3 separate regions of the Mus musculus genome follow, and all the other regions are linked to region 2. A link is a contact called in public HiCAR-type and HiChIP or PLAC-seq data. All regions are on one chromosome and are shown on one strand. The core of a region is the stretch at or near the end of the contact, and the rest is flanking DNA. Distances in the headings are between cores, read along the strand shown.

Region 1 (4,857 bases), core at 1,741-4,240, 800 kb after region 2:
TAGTTTTAATTTGGAGGGTGACTATTAAGGCATCAATTTTAAAGATGAGGGACTCTGAGACATTATTATTTTTTTAATGAGGGCTTGTGAGATTTTCATTCTGTGTTTTTTAGGGTGGAGGAGGGGTTGAGTAGGGGTGGAGTTAAGGAACGTCTGGGAAACAAAACAAAGATCAACTTGTTCAGAATAAGCAAGCCCATGCAGATACTGTGGTGGGGAGAAGGGAGGGTTGTGTGGGGAGCATCCACGTGAGTAAACCTTCCTTATTTACGAGGGTCCTGTGTGTGATGGGGGTGGGGGTCCTAGACGAGGTAAGTCCTCATCTCTCAGGCTTACATTAAGTGCAATTACTCTTTATAATCCAGGGCATCTGGGGTCCTACTAAAGTTTTAACGGAGAGAGATCTTCAGGGTTCTTATTTTCCTCCTTTCCACTCTCTCCACCCTGCATCCTCTGTACCATCCCCAACTTAAAGCCAGTACACCAGAGGGCTGACCTCCAAACCCCTTAACTCAGGCTGGCTTAACTGGGCAGTGGTGGCTCACACCTTTAATCCCAGCACTTGCCAGGCGGATTTCTGAGTTCGAGGCCAGCCTGGTCTACAGAGTGAGTTCCAGGACAGCCAGGGCTACACAGAGAAACCCTGTCTCGAAAAACCAAAAAAAAAAAAAAAAAAAGGAGAATTGAAAAAGGGTTTCCTCATACTGCAGTTTGTAAATGATATAAATTATATCTTTTTATTTAGTTTTTAAGATGCAATTTCTAAGAGTGAGGGATGGTGTTAAGCTCCATGCTGTGCCTTAAAATAGAAGTACCTTCCCTCTCCATAGCTTTCCAAAATCCATAGACCAGTAAAGCAGAAATGACCATGGCTTTATATTGTACACTTGGGAGGTGATCCCGAGCCGAGAACAGAGCCCGTTCTCTGAGATCTTGCTCTTGCTGTTCTTCCTTTCACTCCCATGTCCAAGGTTCCAGGCACTTTATTTTTCTTTCAATAAAGGAGCATTTGGGTAATGATTGTCTATGAGTTACTCAGACACCTCTGACTGGACTGTGTCCTCTTTTTCAAAGAGGCAGTACCCAGCCACATAGCCATAGGCAAGAGGACAGAATTAGAAGCCATTATCTGCTCTGGAAACATACATACCCTGGATTCTAATATTTTCTTCTTGCCCTCAACCTGTGTGGACTGCAGGCTCAATGAGTCACACAGGCACTCGTGTCTGAATATCTTGTGGATACCCAGTCACAAGTTATTGTGTATTGCCTCCTGTGCTTAAGCTGTTTAACAAAATACTATCATGCTTCCATGTACAATTCCTGTGCCCTCTCCTTCCCTTGGCTGTGTGAGTTGGGGGTAGAGGAAGTGATAGAAGCTGTCTAAGCAGTGGGGTGGGAAGGACCTTGGCCTCTTTCTGTGTTTATAACTGGATCTGTGATTCATCCTGTGAGTCACTCAGCTCCACCTTCCTCCTCCAGCTACCCCTCCCAGCAGCCCTTGCTCCTGGCACAAACCTATAACCAGAGCGAGGGTCTGAAAATGGAAAAATCTGACACAGCTCCTTGCCTCTCTATCCCCTTTCCATCCAGTGGACATCTATCTGCATTTGTGCTGCAGGTGGTGAGAGTCTTCCTGTTAACCTAATCCTCAACTGCAGCCCCTTTGTGCTTCTGGTTAGGCGATGATCACATCACTTCTCTCCGTCCTGACCATTCCCTCTATATTCTGCTGTTCCCATACCTCAAGATATTAAAGAACAGAATGAGGCTTTCGGAGGAAAGTGGTGGGGAGAAGAAAAGTAGGTCATGGGATTTTGGCACACCTGTTCCTAAGCTGTTCCTTACTACATACTTTATTCCAGAAGCATTGAGGTGTGTGGTGGGGTGGTGGTGACCAGCAGTCTTTAGGACTTCTACAATCAGGCGTCTAGACCAGCTTGCTAGCAAGTACATACCTGTTTGTTCCAGTCTCTGCTCATGCTAGTTCACTATTTCCACAGTTGCAGCCAACAAAGAGAACTTTGGAAGCTGAGGCTGGAAGGATGTGTGCTGTGGGGAAGGGAGTGTTGAATGTCACGGCCCCCACCTAAGGATTGCTGCCTCTGTACAGACTCAAAAACAATAAAACAGCAGCTCATTAACACCTATTTTGTATTTCATTTCCTGTCTTCTCCGTGTTGAAACATGCTGCCCTCAAGCTGCCCTCCTTAGCATCTCTGTTCAGTGCCCTACAGCCCCATCTTTGCTTTTTAAATTCAGCAGGGAAGGAGGGGGAAATGTGATCCTGGAGCTGAAAAGAGTTTTCCAGTCCTTAGCTTTCAAAGTCCAGAACATGAATCATTCATTAGGAGATCTGGTGACTGGGTTGGAGGGGCGGAGTCATGTACCTGGGGCTGGGCTTTCCATAGGAATAGGTGGCTGCGGGAGTGGGGAGGTGCGCTCGCCGGGCGCAAAGGCTGGTTTAGATATACCACGATCTTTTTCTGGGTTTTCTAGCTCCCGCCCCACTGCCGAGATTTGCACACCAAAATACCTGTGCTGTGTCTGCATCCCAGACACACCAATTTCCGTCCACTCCATTCTGCCCCTGGGCCTGTCACGCTCTCCAGAAAAGGACACAAGGTTCAGTTCCCTTTATGTCCCCTTCTCAACCCGTTAGGTTGTCAGAGGAGGCTGAAAATGAACAAAATCACAAAACCCATGAATAAACGAAACCAAAATAACTGAGTTTCCTAGTGTTTCATCTCTCATTGAAAAAGTATAGAGAGCTAGCCCAAAATGTTTTCATTTAACTACTGCTCCCCTCGTCACACCCACTAATATTCACGAACAGAAAGAGACTAAAATGTGGATGTGGGTTAAGGGAATCTGGGTATCCCCAGTTCCCCCATTCCTCCCATCTTTCTTAAGCTCCTCCATTTCCTTTCTACTTTGAAAAAAAAAATTGCGTATTCTCCTTTAAGGGGCTGGGCATCTTGCCTGTTCTCTTAGAGTCACCGAAGTTTCCAAAGAGCCTCCCCTGTCTGGGCAGGACACACCTTTCAAATAAGACCCCTGGAACTGTGCTCCTGGTATCCGAAATGCCGCTACCGCTGCGTCCTCCCCAGCCTCTTTCTCCCCACCTCTAGGATTTAGCCTCTCCCCAAAAAGAGCCAGCATCTTTGAGGACTCCCACCCTTAGCTGCTCTACTCCCGGATGGAGCCAGGGAAATGTGGTGGGGGGGCCGGGGCCAGAGTTTCAACATTGCCCCCCAGAAGGAGGAGCCAGAGATGGGGGTAAGGAAAAGGAATGGGAGGGTAGCTAACAAGAGAGTGTGAATGGGATGCTGTGGAAATTAAAGGGGAAGGAAAGGATTCAGAGGAGGAGGGTGTATCTGTTTTATCAACTGTTATGGAGCTCGTCTGCCTTTTTCAGTCTCGAGTTGTCTCATTATCCATTAACCAGCCCCTCCTTGTCTTGTCTGCCAGCCGCAGTCAGTGATCTCAATTTCCCTGAGAGGAGAGGAGAGCAGAGCAGAGAAGGGGGGGGGGGGGGGGGGGAAGAACCCGAACAAATGAACTCAATGCGGGTCTCCAAAGGCAGCTACTGGAGAAATCCCAGATTCTGAGTTTAGGGGGTCCCAGATTAACTCTCTCCCCTGCTCAGCTCTCTGGACCGAAGTCTAACCCAGGGAACAGGATGCCGGAGCCCAGCAGTCATCAGCTTGGCAGCTGCCTGGCCTCTGGTTGTCTCCCAGGTAATAAAATGACCTCTCTAGATTCCTTTAAAAGTCTTCCTACCCCATCCTTTTTTGTTTTCACCAAAGATACTCCCTATTCCTTTCCTCGAAGTGTTTCTGAGACTCATTCTCCTGCCTCCTTCCTCAGAGCTTGTGGAAGGCCTGGACATTGTTCATTCTGCTTTCTCACCCCGGCTACCACTTTTCTTATTAACTATCCAAAGACCAGTGAGTGTATATGTGCCACGTTCTATGCAGGGTTTTAGAAGTTAAAAAAAAAAGTCTATTCTTTTCCTTCAATTTTACATCTAAGGATAGACGAGTAGCCACATAGAAGTGTGGGGCAGCATTGGGGATAGTTAGACCTTTGCTTCTCTTTCTCCCTTTTAGGGGAGCATATCCTAGCATGGGCACCAGGACGAAGGAAAGGGCCAGGACTAGACCTGCCTGGAACTCTGATCTGCACTAACTTTAGGGTAACCTTCCAGCCTTGTGGATGGCAGCGAAAGCAGGTGAGGTGATTAGTGTAATAGAAAAGCTTGGTGCGGTGTCCCAGCAGTTGGGGGGTGGGGCGTTGAGATGGAAGACCATGAGAGTTCCAGGCTAACCTAGGCTACATAGCAATGCTCTGTTTTTCTTGTGAATGTATCAGTAAATGGTAGAATTATTTCTATGGAAGCTGCCTTCTACGGGGGAGGGGCGGAGGCAGCAAGGCAAGACAGGGATGGCTGTCATGTCTGTAGCATCAGTCTTGTGCTTCCTTTAGGATACTCCTCTGAGTAGTGAAAATGATTTTGCCTTGATCAACATTGGTCGATTAGAGGCTGGTAAGTTTGAGGGTTTGGTAAAAGGGGCATTTGAGTCTCTACCTTCTGTTCTCAGAAGACTGAGGGCTGGGGCAGGGTGGAGTGGAGGAAATGCTCCCAGAAGATCCCACGGTCACTCTACGCTAACCCTCGACTTCAGTGAGCGGCTTGTCAAGAGTGCAGCTTCTCCGTCCTGGGTCTCAGCTTAAGTTCATTCCTGAAGAGCTTCTGCTTCATGGCCGGGACTTCCGGCTGCTTCGAGTTGGTTTTGAGGCTGGAGGGCTGGCACCTCAGGCCTTCCAGGTAAGAACCCTTTACCTAGAAAAACC
Region 2 (4,605 bases), core at 1,286-3,785:
ACCAAAGACTCACAGTTAGTCACTTCCCTGATATTGGAACACATGCAGAAAAGATCAAAGCCAGTGGAGACAGTGCAGTACAAGAGCATTACAATGTATATACATTTATACAATACCTAGCCTCTGAGCTCACACATGTAATCCTAGTCCTTAGCCTGAGGAACCAAGACTAGCTAGGTTTGAGGTCACTTTGGTCAATAGAGTTCATGGTCAATAGAGTTCATGGTCAATACAGTTCATGGCCAGCATGGCCTACAGAGTAAGAAACCTTTAGACAGAACAAAAACAGAACCCAGCACTCAGGAGGCAGAGGCAAGCAGATCTCTGAATTCCAGGCCAATTTGGTGTACAGAGGTAGTTCCAGGACAGCCAGAGTTACAAAGAAACGGTCTCAAAAATAAAACAAAACAAAAACAGAAACAAAAACAAAAAACAACCCCCCCCACATACAAAACACAACACAGTAACAGGAAATTATGTATATTTAAATATAGACTGTTTGCTCTACATGTTCCAAAGTACCTATTTAGAATGCTTTTCCACAGAATGTTTGTTTCCATGTAATTCTTCTATGAAACAATTTTCTAGACTTCAATTTTCCACCTGCTGTTACAAAAGTCCTAATATCTGATATTTATTATCTATGTGGCTTTGGGAACTAAGAAGACAGCTTTAAATATCAACTTCATTTTGCTGGGTGCTGTGAAACATCCCTTTAATCTCACCACTGGAGAAACAAAGGCAGATGGGTCTCTATGAGTCCAGCTCAATATGGTTTATATGGTGAGTTCTAGGGCAGCCAATTCTACGTAAAGAGACTTTGTATCAAAAATGGATGAACGAATGAAACCCCAATCAACTCAACAAGCATAAGCTAGGATCATTTCATTGCAGCTCTTAGGAGGCAAAAGTCGGCAGATCTCTGCAAGTTGCAGGCCAGCAAGATTTAGGTATTGGGATTCTGTCTCAGAAAAACAGAAAAGACAGCAACTCTACAATCTTCACTTTCTGGGGATCTTAGGAAGGAAGTTCAGTCCAGGAGGAAGAGAAGGGAATTCAAGCCTTTAACCTAACTACTGCTGATCACATAGCAGCTACCCACAGGGAAAAAGTGTTCTGTTGCAACTCTGCATTACAAACTCAGAGGAAGAGTAAGGCCCCACCTGACTGAAGTCGCCAAAGTATAAAGTGCTTAGGACAATGACAACAACAGTCACTCCAAGGAGGACACAGATGGACATTTACTTCTGCTTCCTGGAATCCCTACCTGGATGCATCATCAAACAGCCGATCAACATAAGCCACTTCAGACTCTTTCTGTAGTACCCACGTCTCCAGCTCTGCGAGCTGCTTCTTGCGCTGCTGTATGCAGTCCATCTTTTCCAGTTCCTCATCAATGTACTGACGAAGTTCCTCCATAGAGATACCCAGCTCTTCAACCACCGCCTGCTGCAGCTCAGCAATCTCTGCAGAGTCAGCTGCAGCTGGCGCTGCAGCCAAACTCATGCACCCAGGGAGGGAGGACATGCTTTGGCCCTGTGCAGGATGAACAAGAAGCGAAAACAACTCTAACCGAGGCTCACACCATTTCTGTCTCATAATCAAAAGCCTGCAAACTCTGTTCTCTCCCCTCCTCCTCCACAAGGCGATCTGGAGATTTCCCGGGGAGCCTCATCTTCTCACACAGACCCAAGCTCTGGGTAACAACTAAGAGCGGGGAGACCCTGGAGAACTCCAACACGCACCAGGGAGCTAGCTAAAACAAGGTTTCAGGAAACCGAAGAGTGCTTATCGACCAAGGAAGATACTTCTGGGAGCTACTTGTTCCTTAATTGGCTCTGTCACTACACCGAGTCTAACCGAGGCACCGGCGGCTGGAGACAGGTGAGCCGCAATGAACTAATTCCACCCGGGTTGTTTAGTCCTCCTTTTCCTCGCGGCTCTTTGCTTTCCCGTGGCAAGGTGGCTTTTAAAACCTCCTAGGGCCATGCAAGAGGGCAGCTGCACAAGGGATGGGCTTCCCGGCTGCACCAGGCCCTGGGAGTCTGCGACCAGCAAAGAAGAAAAGGGACGAAGAGAGGAAAAGTCGGACATCCCTACGTGATCAGAGCAAAAGCTTGAAGCCATGGCGACCACCCAGCAGCCACACTCGGAATAACGCGCACAGGCGCTTGGCCGCCCGGGCCACGCAGAACCGCAGCAGCCTCCAGCCTGCCGCCCTCCTGCTTTCCCGCGCCTCATCGACGCACCGCCTCACCCACGCACCGCCTCGCGCCCACCCGCAGCCGCCGCCTCAGGCCCGCCCGCCCCCGGCTCGCTCCTCTCCCGCCAAGTTCCCACACACAGCCCCAGCCTCGCACCAGCCAAGCCTCCCAGGTCCACCTCGGCCTCAGCGCACCTCAGTCCGTCCTCCCCACAACTCTGGCGCCCGACCGCAAGGGCCGCGTCTCACAACCCCGACCCCAGGTTTTACTCCAGGGCTCCGCCTTGCCAAACCCAGGCAAACTGAAGGAGAGACGGCGGGGGAGGGGAAACAGCGTGAGGAGGCAGGAGGGGGCGGGGAGCAAACCGACGGTCCGGAAGCAATAGGGAGCGTCCTTCCGGCCTCTCCGACGGTAGCCCGAAGGGACCAAATTTATTGCATAGCGCTGCGGTACAGGGGTTATGGGAATTTAAGGAGAGTATGCATGTGTGAAGTAGGGCATTTCCAGATAAGGGGCTAGTTGGACAAAGCAGGTATTTTCCGGAGTCATTTATGGAAGCTCTTCCCCTACAGGTGGCCAATATAGTTGATTATTGTTTTAATTTGAAGATTTTTTTTAGTAATAAAATTAATTTTTTAGCAAAATTAATGAGTGTTCATATAGGAAATAAGAAAAATACAAATAAACAACAACAAAAAACTCATCATTTTATCACTGAGATTGTGTAGTTTTCATCTTTCACAAGATTAAGGTTTTTTGTTTTTTGAGGTTTTTTTTTGTTTTTGTTTTGTTTTGTTTTTGTTTTGTTTTGTTTTTTTGTTTTTTTTTTTTGTTTTTTTTGTTTTTTTTTTTTGAGACAGGGTTTCTCTGTATAGCCCTGGCTGTCCTGGAACTCTCTCTGTAGCCCAGGCTGACCTCGAACTCAGAAATCTGCCTGCCTCTGCCTCCTAAGTGCTGGGATTAAAGGTGTGCACCACCACTGCCCAGCTCTCATTTCTTTCTTTGCTTCTTTCTGCCTACTCATCTTTGAATGCCATTACTTTCACAGCAGATCTGGCCAATCTCCCAGCACTGCTCACACCCCTCTAGCCTAAGAACAGCCTTACAAATAAACTGCCAAACTCAAGTACACTGTCTTCTTCCACTGTCCTCCCATAACCCTGCCTGCAAGGGTAAAGGAAGCTGAAACACAGAAATAAAGAGCAGACTCAAGAAGTGTTTTGTTGTGGTAGTTTTAACATGGGGTCGTGCTTTGTAATCTTGGATGGTCTGGCACTTGCTATGTAGACTGTGCAAAGATCTACCGGCCTCTGTTTTCTACCTGTTGGGATTAACCTGTGAGCCACCATGTCCTGCAAGGTATCTATATAAAATATATTTTTCTGTACACCTGTGTGTCTGTGTATGCATATGTGCCCATAAGTGCAAGTTGGCCTCAAAAGCCCGAAGAGAATACTGGATTCTATGGAACTGCAGTTACAGACAGTTGCCATCCAACATAGGCACTAAAATTCAAACTCAAAATAATCTGGAAAACAATAAGTGTTCTTAAATACGAAATCATTTTCCAGCCCTTGTGTGTGTTTGTGTGTGTCTTTAAGGAATCCAAAACATTTGGGCAGCCATGGCCCTCGTGTTCTTGGCAACAGAGCCCAAAAAACCGGTCCCGGAGTTTACTTACACAGCAGAGGACTTAGCCCTCATTTTCAAAGATTCCAGTCATCAGTTCAACAAAAATAAGAGACTGTGGTACACCTCTGGGGGAGAGAAAATCCTGCCACAAAGACAAGCAGAGGCTATGATCAAACAGATGCACCAGTGGACTCACCTAGGGGTAAACAAGCTTATCCAGACATTCTCCAAGACTAAGTACCATGTACCAGGGTTAAAACACCTTGTGGAGCAGGTGGTGCACAAGTGTGTGCCCTGCAAAAGTCAATGTCTACTGCACTATGGTGCATCCAGGGAAGAGGTACCCGGGAGACAGACCTGGCACCTACATGGAGGTAGACTTTACTGAGGTATGACCTGGAAAATATGTATATAAATACCTTCTGGCTTTTGTGGATACGTTCTCAAGATGGGTAGAAGCTTTTCCCTGTAAAAATGAGACTGATCAGATGGTCATTAAGGTTATTGAAGCCGGGCAATGGTGGTGCATGCCTTTAATTCCCACACTCGGGAAGCAGAGGCAGGCAGATTTCTGAGTACGAGGCCAGCCTGGTTTACAGAGTGAGTTCCAGCACAGCCAGGGCTACACAGAGAAATCCTGTATCGAACCCCCCACCCGAAGAAGGAAAAGGAGAAGAAGAAGAAGAAGAAGAAGAAGAAGAAGAAGAAGAAGAAGAAGAAGAAGAAGAAGAAGAAGAAGAAGAAGAAAATTTTCCAAGGTTCAGAGTGC
Region 3 (4,731 bases), core at 495-2,994, 530 kb after region 2:
CCCTTCCACCTGCAGCAAGGTTCCTAGATAACGTTCTCTGTGAAAAAAAGGATATTTTAAAAGTCAACTATGAAAAAAGAAACAGGGAGAACTGTACAGGCCTCCCTCAATAAGATACTGAGGAGGGAATGAAGGAAAGAGGGAGACTCACCCCATCTGAGGCTTCTGTAAAACACCCACTATGCGCTGGATCCGGTCCATGGCCACACTCTGTTGGAAGCTACTTAATCCTAGGGTGAAAGAGGGAGGGTGATTAGAGGGCGTGGGATGTACACAGCTCAGCTGTAGGTTCACTCCCAGCATTGAGGGAAACAGCAGAGGTGGGGACTGAGGTAAATGTAAAGGAAATACAGAGACAGATGGGGTTCAAATGAATTCACATGAAGAAATTAAGTTACAGATGCAAACAGAATAGCCCATGCCCCAAAGAGAAATGTAAGATTTCACTCAGAGAAGGGGGGCTACCCCCAGAAATATAATTAATTAATCAGATTATTACCTCTGTCAAAGCGACCCATCTTGAGTCCGTTCAGTAGGTCTGTGAGGGGCCGTATGAACCCTTGGAGTTCTTTACACTGTAGAAAAACAGCACAAGACTTTGAGACCAGCAGTGGTTTTTCTGCTGTGATGTAACTGGCAGGTCCTTGTCAACCAATTAGGTGTTTGCCACTGCACTATCTTTTCTGCTTTCTGTTACCTTTTGAGCAAAGAGCAGATCTCCCTCTGTAGTACATCCTTGGGTGTTCAGACTCGTCTCCTGTTCACCGTCTCTTGATCTCTTGACTTCAGATCCTTGCTGTTCCAGATGAGGTGCTGTATGTTGGTTACTAGAAACCCTGGGTCGATGTCTGCAGCGGATAGGGCCTGGACTGGGCCTGGAACCTCCTCTCTGACCCACAGTGTCTGGCCTGAGCTCATGGGTGCCCTTGCCCTCCCTCTCGTTATCAGAAGGGAAGCTAAAGTCACTGTTCACAGAGGACGTGGAAAATGATGGGGAGAGGGAGGAGGAGGAATAAGAAGAAACACTAGATGGAGAATCCATAGGTCCAGGAGCAGGAGAGGGGCTGAAGAGCAGCTCCCGTAGTACCAAAGATCAGAACCTGCAACTGAAAAGCAAAGCGAGGGAGTCTGAAATCAGAGTCAAAGAATTAGGAAAGGGACTGGGAGACTGGGGCATTCTAAACAGAGTAACATGGTTTTCGCTTTGTTTTATTGTTTTTCCGTTCTCAATAGAAACAAGAAAGAAAGGAAAAAAAAAAAAAACTTGCTCTTCCAGCCGCATTCAAAATCTAGACCGCCAGCCCACACAGAGCTCTTGACCCTACACAGCCTTTCTTCCCTTGGGTGAATAACCGACTTTACACCTTCCCCTCAGCCTGCAGTTCTGGGCTGTTCCCGGCCAGACCTCATAGGGAGCCTATCGACCTAAAAACGACACCCGCTAGAGGCTGCTCTGCGCACCAGAACCCACCTCAGGTCCCTAGAGTTCCGGCCCCATAGACACCCGGCTCCACCGCTTTCGCATCCTTCACCATCAGGTGCACTGCGCTGGTCAGTCTACGGTCGCGCCTGCCAGGTGATGCAATACCTCCCAACACCCCGATCTGCGGTCTTCCATGCCCACCCCATCCGGGTCGTCTTCCGGAGAGCGCTTGGCTCTCGTCCGCTTACCTGGGTCTGTCGGTTCAGCCCCGGTCGGTATGCAGCTTCTTCACTGTCTGTGCTGGTCTAGCCGACCCACCTCCGCCTCACTCTGTGGGTCCCGCCCCTTCCCCCTCCCAGACACGTGCGGTTCTGCACGTGCCTCCCCCTGCGTACACAGACCTTGTGCTCTCATTGGATAGCTTACCGGCAACACGTGACTCTAGATGCAGACGCTCACAGCCCATTTGCTACGGCACGCGGGGGCTCGGCCAATAGAGAGGCAGCCAAGTGGTGATTGGCTGGAAGGGAAGCAGTCCATGCTCCGCCCGTACATGCGGCTCCTCGGGTGATAAAAAAGGAGGATGGAAAAAAGTGAAAATTAAGGAAGGGGCGGAAAAGGGTGGAGCTCATAGCCTTAAATAGGACAGCACTGCGCGGGAGACGCACGGCTGGAGTGTACAGAGCGGGGCCGAGCCACGGAGGTGGCGCCTCGGGACGTGGGCCCCTCTGAGCGCCTCCGCGCACGGGCGCAGCACGTGGGAGCCCTCAGCAACTCGTGTCCGCAACGTGTGTGACAACGGACGTGTGACGCCGGGCATCCGTTCCCTTGTCGGCGGCTCGCCCTCGTGACTCCCCACTCTTTCATCCTCCCCTCCTCGCCACCAAGTTGGGTGCCTCCTGCCCTGCTGGGCGAGGAGGGTGGGGACTGCGGCTGGAACACCGCGTCCTCTCCGGGGCTCCCGCCGCGCAGCTTCTCCAGCCGGTTCTTACATAACTTGCCACGCACGTTCCCAGCTCGGATGCCAGCCCGCCAAGATTCTAGAGGTCATAGCCGAACTTGTCCCTGACTTTTCTGCCCCGGGCCCTTCGGACCCTTCACTCAGAATTCTCTGATTCTCAGTACTGGGAACAGAGCAGAGTAGATCTTTGCTCCTCAAGCTTATGGCTTTATCTGGCTTCAGTTTATTTGTTCCTGGGAGAAAACTGGGGAAACGTTGAGGAAGGAAAAAAGCGAGTCAAGAGTTTAGAGAGTCACCAACAGACCTTAGCATCCCTTGCACCAAGTCACTGTAAAAGGAAACGATGGCGAGGAGGACCCTGTCGACTGAAGCAGAGGAGTCGCAAGGGGGCACTCTAGTTCTGATTAGGGTCGAGAGAACAGACACTACCACCCCCCCACCCCCCCAGTCTTACTAAAAGAAAAGTTGGACAGGGATCTAAGTCATGGTTTGGAGAACGTGTGGTTATTTTAAATATGTTCTAATGCTTTTTTACTTATATTTAGCAATGTGGTTATTTTAGAAAAAGGAAAAGGATTTCTAAATTAAACCTCAGCACTGTTTCCCCAAACACAATTTCAAGACAATATCAAATAAAATATAAGTAATCTAGATGTGGTGGCTCATGCCTTCTGTAATCCTGAGGGATGGATGCAAGGAGATCAGTTCAAGACCAACCCGAGCCACATGGGACCCTCAGGAAAAGAAAAGAAACAAAAATAGAGTTAGAATTACAGTCTCAGAATGAACCTGTTATCTGTGATAGTCTCTGTTCTACTCTAAACTATGTATAGGGTATAATTCCTTCTAATTAGTTGATATCTAATTCCTTCCCCACCCCACCCCCCAAGACAGGGTTTCTCCGTGTAGCTCTGGCTGCCCTGGAATTCACTTTGTAGACCAGGCTTGCCCTCAAACTCAAAGATCTGCCTGCTTCTGGTTCCCTGCCTTGTAATTCTCTTTCTAATCTGCCCTTCATGCCGCTAAATCTTGGTGTACGTGTCAGTGTTGACTTTAGAACAGACTCTCATTAAGAAGTAGGCAAAATTAATTTTTTAATTTTTTTCTTAAAAGAATTATTTATTGTATATATATATATATGTGTACACTGTAGCTGTCTTCAGACACTCCAGAAGAGGGCATGAGATCCCATTACAGATGGTTGTGAGCCACCATGTGGTTGCTGGGAATTGAACTCAGGACCTCTTGAAGAGCAGTCAGTGCTCTTAACCGCTGAACCATCTCTCCAGTCCCAATTTTTTTTTAAAATTTTTCATCCAAATTCTTGCCAAAGAATTCTAGTCTGAAGAGTGATAGCGGCCTTCTCTCACCTGGGAAAGGGGGTGGATAGAAACAGGGTCAGGGGGGCTGGCCCAGTGTTTAAGAGAACACACTTTCGCAGAGGACCTAAGTTCCAGTCCCAGCACTCATGTCAGCTGGCTCACAAACCCCTGTAAACTCTCCCCCCAGAAACTCTGGTGCTTGTAGCCTGAGCGCCCATACTCATGTGCACACACCCCTCCCTGCACACACACATAATTAAAAACAGTAAATCAAAAAACCAAGAGCAGGAAAGCAAGGAAGTCTCTTTGCTCCCGTCTCTATGCAAACGCCACTGATTTCAGGTTCTAAGGTGGATTCTCCATTCTTCATGCCTCCTTCCGCCTCCTGCTGAACTTTGCCTCTTGGCTCTACAGGGTTGTAGGACACACCCATTTTGACCTCTGGCACCTGCTATAACTTCAAACCTGGGCAGAATAGAACCAGCTCTGATTTTCCAGGCTTGTTGGGAGTTTGGAAAAGGCTTCTCCATTTAGCCTGCTTCTCTCCTAGGAGGAGGTCTTAAAAGTCTTGCCAGATCCGAATAAAAGAATGACATCACAAAAGTCTTTGCTTCAACATCTTTCAAAATTTTCAAGATCAGCTAATTAGATATTTCTAAAGGTGATCCTGCTTCCTTCTTTTCGTATGAGAATTGATGTCCAGGTTGGAAATACAAGCAAAAGGTAACTGGTAAGAATTACTTTATAGCACCCCACCAAGGCCAGTGGCTGCCCTCTTACCTTCTACATAAAATGTACCCCTCCTTGAAGGAGGGTCCATAACAGAAAGCAGGACACAGGACTCTGCAGCGTGGACATGGCATCATTCTGATTTGGACTCTGCTAAAACACCCCCCACATACACACACATAGGTCATTGTCACCTTTCCAGCAGTCCCATCCCCTCTCCAGGAAGACAATCTCTTTACACTAACCCCTTTTTTCTTTACCTGTGGTCTCAAAGGAGAGTCTGCCCGCCTCCCTAT

What was found. HiCAR-type assays count read pairs that join an accessible place to other places. HiChIP or PLAC-seq counts read pairs in DNA pulled down with a chosen protein or histone mark.
Region 1: a FOXA1 HiChIP or PLAC-seq map of pancreatic cancer cells shows a contact between it and region 2. The contact joins the promoter of Mtmr11 here to the promoter of Setdb1 in region 2. A contact is called at or near these places in 1 of 39 promoter capture datasets (pre-B cells) and 1 of 115 datasets of contacts at active chromatin or transcription factors (pancreatic cancer cells).
Region 3: a HiCAR-type map of astrocytes shows a contact between it and region 2, with 2.6 times the contacts expected there. The contact joins the promoter of Ciart here to the promoter of Setdb1 in region 2. A contact is called at or near these places in 1 of 39 promoter capture datasets (hippocampal neurons) and 2 of 115 datasets of contacts at active chromatin or transcription factors (astrocytes and stem cell-derived neural progenitor cells).

Annotation. Positions count from the first base shown.
Region 1 is chr3:96,158,980-96,163,836 of GRCm38.p6, forward strand. Mtmr11 (myotubularin related protein 11) reads left to right here and starts at 2,991. Exons shown (of 17, transcript NM_181409.3): 1 at 2,991-3,279; 2 at 3,650-3,740; 3 at 4,113-4,234; 4 at 4,489-4,549; 5 at 4,689-4,831. The coding sequence starts at 3,214. Otud7b (OTU domain containing 7B) reads left to right here. Exons shown (of 12, transcript NM_001025614.1): 12 at 1-2,150.
Region 2 is chr3:95,354,667-95,359,271 of GRCm38.p6, forward strand. It overlaps Setdb1 (SET domain, bifurcated 1), which reads right to left and starts at 2,536. Exons shown (of 22, transcript NM_018877.3): 1 at 2,399-2,536; 2 at 1,268-1,536; 3 at 1-27. The coding sequence starts at 1,527.
Region 3 is chr3:95,880,484-95,885,214 of GRCm38.p6, forward strand. Ciart (circadian associated repressor of transcription) reads right to left here and starts at 1,745. Exons shown (of 6, transcript NM_001033302.2): 1 at 1,672-1,745; 2 at 698-1,106; 3 at 500-575; 4 at 152-230; 5 at 1-37. The coding sequence starts at 1,042. The region is part of intron 1 of C920021L13Rik (RIKEN cDNA C920021L13 gene); the gene reads left to right. BC028528 (cDNA sequence BC028528) reads right to left here. Exons shown (of 6, transcript NM_153513.4): 5 at 4,487-4,588; 6 at 3,462-3,754. The coding sequence ends at 4,490.